Linked DNA regions of Zea mays: region 2 is linked to region 1. The links are chromatin contacts, called in public Hi-C maps. All regions are on one chromosome and are shown on one strand. The core of a region is the stretch at or near the end of the contact, and the rest is flanking DNA. Distances in the headings are between cores, read along the strand shown.

Evidence for each region. Hi-C and Micro-C count contacts between places; a contact is called where the count stands out from the background.
Region 2: a Hi-C map of leaf shows a contact between it and region 1, with 5 times the contacts expected there. The contact joins the promoter of LOC103651303 here to the promoter of LOC103651302 in region 1. A contact is called at or near these places in 4 of 25 Hi-C or Micro-C datasets (bundle sheath, ear, leaf and 1 more).

What each region holds. Positions count from the first base shown.
Region 1 is chr3:211,352,856-211,357,376 of Zm-B73-REFERENCE-NAM-5.0, forward strand. LOC103651302 (ABC transporter B family member 5) reads right to left here and starts at 2,746. Exons shown (of 13, transcript XM_020550507.2): 1 at 2,096-2,746. The coding sequence starts at 2,398.
Region 2 is chr3:211,673,779-211,678,299 of Zm-B73-REFERENCE-NAM-5.0, forward strand. LOC103651303 (phosphoethanolamine N-methyltransferase 1-like) reads right to left here and starts at 2,566. Exons shown (of 12, transcript NM_001320968.2): 1 at 2,342-2,566; 2 at 2,061-2,197; 3 at 1,758-1,895; 4 at 1,547-1,684; 5 at 1,238-1,381; 6 at 985-1,095; 7 at 758-899; 8 at 390-670; 9 at 48-209. The coding sequence starts at 2,369.

The DNA.
Region 1 (4,521 bases), core at 1,496-3,995:
GTTACCTTTCACGTTACAAATATGTGAACTAAAAAGCACTTAAATTCCTGCTCTAAACAATGTGATATTTGTAATAACTAGCAAATATATTTATGCGTTGTACCAAGGGAAAAAAAACTATTTAATATTCATTTGGAAACACGCCGAGATACTTCATATTTATTTTTTTTATGTTTTATCCTTTCTATAAAAATTAAAAGCTACATTTTATTTTATAATGACCATGGACAATGACATCTATAAATAACCCTATAGAATCAACTATTGGCATCTGTAATGACCATGGGCAATGACATCTATAATTAAACCTACAGAATCGGCTGTTGACAAATAATTTTTATAGAAATACGAGATTAGAAAATAATAGTTAAACCTCGAGCTCCATGGGTGTGCAGTGGCAAGCTGCTGGAGACGCCAGAACAAACCTTATATCAACCTATATTTTAATCTACATATAATTTCTTTAAAAATCTATTTTCTTCCTATGCACATCTCGTTGTTTCTTTTCGTCTGCATCTCGAATTGCGTTGAACCAAAATCATCATGTTTGGGGCTTCGGGCAACCTTTTTGGTTCTATTTTGGAACGGAAAAAAACGACAATTGCACTAAATTCCAGTGACACCCGCCACGACCTATACCGCGCTATACGAGATTTCTTGTCTGGAAATCGAAGCTAAAGATGAATTCGTTTTGTTATACTACATTTGTTTCAAATCATAAAGCATTTTAGTTTTTTATATGCATAGTTTTTTTATATATTTAGACATAAATATACATTATCTAGAAAGGACAGAATATATGCTTTATACTTTAGAATGGAGGGAGTAGAGTATGTTTATCACTCGCCCCGCTGCTTTCGTCTTCAGAATATGTCGTGGTACTTATCAGCTCAGTGGAAGGAGCGCTATCGAGGATGTCCGCTCAAAGATGGTAGAAAAGGCATTCCCAAACGGAAACGAGCCGTCAGCGTAAGGCTTACTTCACCGGAAGAATTATTAGCATGTCTGGATTGTATATACAAAGGCTAAAGGAGAAAGAGAAAGAGAAAGAGAGATCGCACTGGATCGAGCTCAGTATTTCATCCACAATCACGCCGTCACGCGTGCCCCTGCTGCCCCCGTAGACCGTAGTGCATCAGTGCTTGGTACGTAGTTGTCGAAACGTCGTTGTTTATTACAGAGTTCAGAATAGATTTCGTTGTCTGGTAGTACTCCTGTTTGTTTTAGATTATAGTCTACTTAAATTATATAATTCAGCTTAAATAATCTAGATAAGAAATAAATATAGAAAATTATTAGATTGGATTATATAATCTAGACATTGGATTATCATAATTCTATAATCTGCTCAAAAGATACTTATTTAAGATTATTTTTGATAAAAGACTTACTACTTATAACAACTTTAGAAAAAAATTACTTAGCGTTACCTTTTCTTACACTAAAAAAATGTCACGAGAGTGAAAAAACGGTATGAAACATAGATATGAACCGATAAATATTATTATGATATACAAAATTTATATGACAAAATATTACTGTAACACTAATATTAATTTTTGGTGGTTGACGCACCTCCAAGTTTCGGAGTTCTTCAAGCGCGAGTGCCCGCAAGCCTTCACCTACACGCACGACAGCCCCTCGCTCACCCACGAAGCAATAGCGAGAGCAAGCGATGAGGAGCCGGCTGTGGCTCGCGCGGAGGGGGAGATGACTAAGGGGGATCTGGGGCGACGCACGCGGGCGGGTAGGGGCCATAGGATGGACGGTCCGGGTAGCAGCCGTAAGACGGACTGTCCAGATTAACAAAAGACAGAACAAGGGAAGACAGACTACCCCTTACAGTCTTAATATAGTAGTATAGATTTAATCTATAAGCCCGAAACAAACAGCATCAATCCGAAACGCCGCCGTGAGCCGTCGCGGGTAGGTCGTCGGTAACCACCGCGGCCGCGCCGCTAGTCACTAGCTGGTCCGCCGCGCGCGTGCATGGAACAGACGTATGTACGTATAGTACTAGTGTGTGTGTGGCCATGTGGGCAGTGGGCACACTATACGCACTTACGCAGGAGCAAGCACAAACTGATTAACGTACCTTGCTGACCCGGTGGAGGATGGTGGCGTCGTCTCCGGCGCCGAAGCACTCGATGACGGCCGCGAAGACGACGGTCATGAGCGGCTCCGTCATGCCGTTGGCCACCGCGGCCACCGTGCCGACCGCCATAAGCGCGGCGTCCGTGCGGTCGGCATACTTGAGCATGTCAAGGAACGGCACCAGCTGCTTGTGCTCCGAATAGTTGGTCGTGGCCCCGGCTGCGTGGTCGCTGCTGCGGCGTCCCTCGTTCGTCGTCGTCGTCTCGGCATCGTCCTCGCTACCGTGTCTCGCTCCCCCAGCCATGAATCCCTTCTCTCTCTATGGCTGGATCCTAGCTGTTTGTTTGCACTACTGGTGCTTGCTTGCTCTCTCGCCTGTGGCAGCTCTTTGTACCTATACTCTCTATATATATGGCAGGCCTTTTGTTGTCAAATATCGAAGCCGGCTCATATGAGGTCCTTTGGTTCACTCGTTTGGTCGACCATACACACCTTAGCTTGTGCGGTGGTCATGTCGAGTCCTACTCTGATGATTCCGATGTTTATCCAGCATGGGCAACACGCGCGGTCGCGATTGATGGTTGGTCTAGCCGTCTAGGCCGGCAAGGGCTCGGATATGGGTGTGCAAGCTCGATCTGCTCGCTCCATCGCCATCGCCATCGCAACGCAAGAGCTAATATAAGCCTGGCTAGCGCCCACAAGGTCACACGAGATCGAGTTCAATTCCTAGGAAGCTAAGGTTGGTAGGTAAGGTAAAGTATGCATTCGTCATCGATTCATCGACTCCGTGGATCCGGCGGTTGGTGGTGGTAACATGCATATGTATCTGTCGTCGGCGAGGATCCGGCGGAGAGCCACGACGTATGGATGCGGTTGAATTCTCCCGTCCGCCATTATTTCACTTGTAGCGCGTCATGCTTATACCGATTTGCATCATCATTTTTGTGCAAGATGACACCGATTGCCATTGTTAGCCTCCATGATTTCGTGCTACTACTATACAGGCTGGGTGGTAGTGCCTGATGATGCCGTAGTGCTAGCTACTACATTGCCGACAACAGCATCGTCGGAGATAAGTTAAGAGATATTGCATTGGATAAAAGTTGTAACCAATAGATGTTTTGGTTCTAAGATAGACTAGAATCTAGTTTAAATTTGTACTGTATTTATCTAAAACAATCGGCTTCTATATCAGTCTGATTGGATGGCTAGCTGCGCGTCCAGGTTGACGTCGTCCTGATCAGCCAGATACGATAATTTTGAGCGTATAAGCGGATGCAGGTTAATAGCATCAAAATGACTTATTTTGCCCACTCATGCAGGTTGTGACTCTACATACAAGCAACCAAACATAATCCCAAGTAAAATCAACGCATGTGGTGATCTAAGATGAGATGGTGTGGACAACCAAACATACAATATGTGTACGCCAACGCACGCGAGCGGTTGTTCCTCGCTCATTCAACAAATAAATACACAACATAAGTAGATCAAAGTTTGGGCTACCAGTGATTTTTCTAAGGGTGCGTTTGGTTGGAGAGTTAACTAGAATGGACCGGCTCTGTTCCAGTTTTTTTACAAAGGATCCGTTCTTTTCTGCGTTTGGCAAGCAGAACAGAGCCGCTCCATTTTTTTGTTTGGTTGAACAGTATAATAGAGTGGAGTCGCTCAATTTTTTGTTTGGTTGGAGAGTCATATGAGTTGAACATGAGCGCTCGCATCCAGTCGTTTTGGTGGAGCAGGAACATTCCAACTATTTATGGTAAATTTTTATATGTAGATCCTATGAGCCATTCTGTTCTTCTATTGTTGGAAACCAAACATCTAGAAAATGAGAATTGAGCCGCTCCATTCTTTTCTACTCCTCAACCAAACACACTCTAAGTGTCTCGGTACTTTTATATGGTAATCAGAGCCATGGTGAGTTCACCGTCAGACTTCATCTACCTCCATGAATTCTCTCCTCAGCCTACCCGTCTCTAAGAAGCTATCGAAGTCTAACCATATGTTATGGCATACATATGTAATATGTTAAAGTTGATATCCGCAACACAAAGATGTTTGGCTTCCTAACCGGTGACACCAAGGAACCATCAGCCAAACTCTCTCATATGGGCAATGACATAAAAGAGATCAAGGTGGGCAATCCAAACTTCCAAAGTATGAAGATTGAGAACAAAGCCAGAGATCAACAGATCGTGAATTATGTGAAAGTCGCCTAGAGGGGGTGAATAAGAGAAACATGAAATTTATAAACTTGAACTCAAAACTTCACCCGAGGTTAGCATTAAAACATGTATAAATGAAATCGGAATGTGGAAGAGTAGTTCTTCTTGCTAAGAGTTGCTCAATCAATTGCGGATAGCTTTGGGAGCCAACTCAAATCGATCACAAGCAAGAAAACTAGAGAGGAGAAAGGGAAGAAGC
Region 2 (4,521 bases), core at 1,316-3,815, 320 kb after region 1:
CATTAACCACGCACACAAAATAAGATCAGGTAAAAGCTAAAAACCACCTGTCCATAAGCCTCCACATCATGGAGATCATAACCCCTCTGCTTAATGTATGTTGCAAACTCTTCTGATGGTTTTCCAGGACTCTTGCAGTAATCACTGATTAGAACCTTTCCCCCGGGTTTCAGCCATTTGAAGAAACTTTTAAACAAGGAGGGTTTATCCTGCAGAGTCAAAACCAGAAAAGGCATGTTAGTTAAACAGTCAACTAAAGGTATGACATAAACAAGTTTCTAATAAGTACATCTATAACTGAAGATAGTTTCCATGATTCTATATGATCAAGATGTAGCTCTATCATCTTGGAAGAAAAGGACTACATGCATTATATGTATAAAGCATACTTGTATATGAAGGATAGTGTCACGACTGTAGATGACATCAAACATGTGGTCTGGGTATGTCTTTGTGGTGCAATCAGCAACTTCAAACTCAACTAAGCACTTACATCCAATGGAACGCTCAAGGGCAAACATAATCATGTTAATGGAAAGGTCAATACCAACAACATGTGTACCATACTTCTCAGCCATATAAAAGTCACCTCCCCCAATTCCACATCCAACATCAAGCACCTTCTGCCCAGGCTTAAGATTCAGTTTCTCCACAAATTCTTTTGTAGTCTCTGGTGCATAGTGATGAATAATAACATTTAATGGCACTGCACATACGATATCACAAAAAAATGACAAAAAGGGATGTGTCCTCTCACCAGCTCCACCAGTACTCACGTAGCCATCTCCAAAGATACGTTCATAGCGTAGTATTCCAGTGGCTTTGTACTGCACATTGTCCAAAAAACTTTGAAATCCCCCATCTTCTGATGAGTTTACTTTTTTCCATAGCCAACATATCTGGAAACAATGAAGTCATGTTAATCACTTATTTCATAGGAATGAAAGCGCAAGTCTATGTGTAGGTGTGAGGACAGAGAAGTACCTGGTTTTGATCTTTCTTGATGTTTACATAAGCTCCAATGCATTTGAATGTAATCAAAGAAAGTTTGAAGGAAGTGCCATCCTGATTAAAGGTTTGGCATTCTTTAAATACCTAGATGGGAAAAGACATTATCAGCAAATTCATAGAAAGCTGGTACTCAATCTAAGAAAACTAAAGAGTGGAGTGGGTAAGAACAGAAAGATTTGAATTGACTGAAATCATAGGGGGGGGGGGGGGGGGGGTGCATTCTCACCTTGGTATAAAACCTTGGTTCTCGATAGTGTGTTGGGTTAAATTTCCTTTCTGTATCTCCAGTTTGATGGAAGCAAGATTCCCTAAAGAAGATATAACCACCGACCTTCAACCATTTTACCATTCTTTCTACCAACTTGTCAATCTACAGTAAGAGAGACAGTTAGAAAAATCGGAAGGGACAAACATATCCCAATTCAGGTCAAATGATAAATGTAACCTTATCCACACGAAAAGTTGCAGTTAAGTTTTTTCTTTAGCGATAGACCTTGAACCAGTTTATGATTCTAACGTACGGTTTGATCCTTACCTCCTCATCTGAAAGATACATCAGCAACCAGTTTGAAAATATCAGATCAATGGAGTTTGCTTCAATCATCAGGTCCGTGGATGTAACATCAGCACACATAAAGGACGTGTTGCCATAGTGATCATTTATACTTCCATTCTACAAAACGATCAAATTTCAGCTACGAAGCCCTGAAAATATTTACATCACGGGGGAGTGTAAATTTCAGTACCTTTTTAATCACACTTTCAACGAAATCCACTGCAAAAACATGCCCAGATGTTTTAGCCAGTTCACCAGTAAAGCGACCTATTCCAGCTCCCAGCTCCAGTATAGATTTCCCTTCATATGAAGGAAGTAAAGACAGAACCTACAAAAAAGAAGCACCGGTACATCAAAATTTGAAGCGTACAAGGCTACGATCGCACGAGCATTAGCACGTCCTCATGTAGTCATGTTCAAGCTGATGAATCACAAACATACGAACTAAAACTAAAAAAAGCCGAGTGAAAAATATCGTCGCGGGATAAATCACCTCGGGGCGCTCCTCCTTGTCGAGTTCGGCGGCACGGGAGTCGAGCATAATGGCCTCGAGGTTGAGCTCCCCAGAGTGCTCCTCCCAGTAGCTCTTCTGCGCCTTCCTCTCATGCACGTCTAGGCGGTCTAGGCTCCCTGCAACAACACAGCCAGAAACCATCAGTCCCCGCAGTCAACTCCAGGACTCAATTCTCATACAAAACCTGCACGCCATGTGCTCGACAGTTATCTCAAACCAATTCAAACGTTAAATGAGCGTGCAACGGACCGATCGCTTACCATTCACAGCGGCGGCGGCGGCGGCCATTACAGCGACCCCGCGCGTTTGTTTGTTGGTTGGTGAGAGTGTTGCCAGGTTAACAGCCCTCGACGGCGACGCGGGCTTGGGAGAAGCTCCGGGCCCGGTGGTTACAGGAGATGCATTCAGAACCACCGAATCATGGCGATGTTTAGAATGCGAGGAGGCGAGAACCGTGGCGAAGCGAAGGCCAGTGGAACTGTGGTAGGGGCAGTGGAATGGGAGAGATTTTGATATTTGCCACGATCAACCGTGATGACCGGTCCCCTCTCCCGCTGTGAGTGGATGCTGCACTGCGCGGCTGCGCCGGCGTCCTTTTCCATTTCCATTATTGCAATCATTGCCGGACCATGTCGGATTCCACGGGAAAGTTTCTTTAACCGCCACCGTATTCGCATGGCGTTTATAATATATCCATATATGATACATTATCTATTTACATGTAAAAGTGTGCCATAGACTATTACTAGTATAATCATATGTGTTGCGACGGCACACAATCATATTTATTTTCCAAAAAAAATAAATTTAATATTTAAATGAACATATAGTTCATATATCAGATATCAAGTTGATAAAAACAAATATTATATGTTATCTTAACCAAAAGACCAAAAAATGTATGAGTTCAAAAGGAGCTAAACCCTTTTTATAGGAACAACACAATCATATTTGTTACCAATAAAAAATAAATTTAATATGGAACATATGGTTAACATATCAGATATTAAATCGATAAGAAAAAAATATTATATCTTATTTTAGCTAAAGGACGAGAAAAGTATAAGTTGAAAAGAAGCTGGATCCATTTTTATAGAATAAGTTTACATGACTTCTGACCTTTAGAGAGTGGTTTACTTCACCCCCTCACCTTTAAAACCGTTTACATAATCTAATTTTCGGCAATTGACACGTGGCCACCGAAAAAAAATTTTACTTTCGGTGACTTTCTGCAAGCCATCTAAAATTAAAGGTTTAATTTTGGCGTATGACCGTCGAAAATTAGGTATATAGGACAACTACTTATCTTTCTTCCTCATGTGTTCTTTCTTCCTCACGTGTTTTTTTGTGTCTTCGCGCTCTAGTCAACGCCGAACCGCACCACTACCCACCACATATGTGCCGCCGCACAAGCACCCCACGCTTGTTGAGACTGCCCTGCTAGACCACGCGCTTGTGGAGACTCGCCCGCGCCGAGCATGCCCTGCCACTGAGCCACCTCACTGGTGTCGACCCCCCATGCCCCGTCCCTAACGTTGCCCTCGCTTCTGTAGCCTTCCCCAACGTAGTCCATCATGCTCATGGTCTCCTGGTGTCATCCCATGTAGGGATGTAATCGGATCGAATACGGACGGATATCACTGAAACCATATTTGTTTTCATATTTTTATTCGGATTCGAATTCGAATACGGATAGCTTCGGATACGAATACGAATACGGATGTTCTCGGATACGAATACGGATAGCTGTGTGTCGAATACGGAACTAGTCGGACACGGATATTGTCGGTAACGAATTTTTTGTCGGATATCGTGTAAGACATCATTGCACACATATCATGTTGTAATCATGTATCCACTCCTTGAGTATAAACATTTTCTGTATTATATGTGTACATATGTCACTTTTTTTTGTAAAATTCATGAATTTTTAGCCTATGTGCGTGTATTAATTTATTTTGCATAAAATCATCAAAATGAAAATAAGTTACCAAAACTAATAAACATTTTATAAGAATATAACCTCAAGTCTCCACATGAAAATGGTAAAGTGAACTTGATACTTAGAGTGATTTCATGTGTAATTCACACAACAAGTGAAATTGAAATGAAAGAAATAGCATCATATTTTGGATTTTATGGTCCAAATATTTTGGAGGATTATATATGAACATATGGTATGCCTCCATAAATTTTCATGAATTTATGAGGCTATTTGTGTATTATTAATTTTTTTCTACAAAAAATCAACAAATGCACACTGCTATCCGGATAAGACATCCGGATATCCGAGAAGATTTATCCGAGAAAATATCCGGATATTCGATATCCGACGGATATCAGGCATATTGTATTCGAATTCGATATCCGAACAAAATATCCGTATTCGTATCCGTTATCCGAAAAAAAGTCCGAATATCCGAAAATTCTATCCGAACCA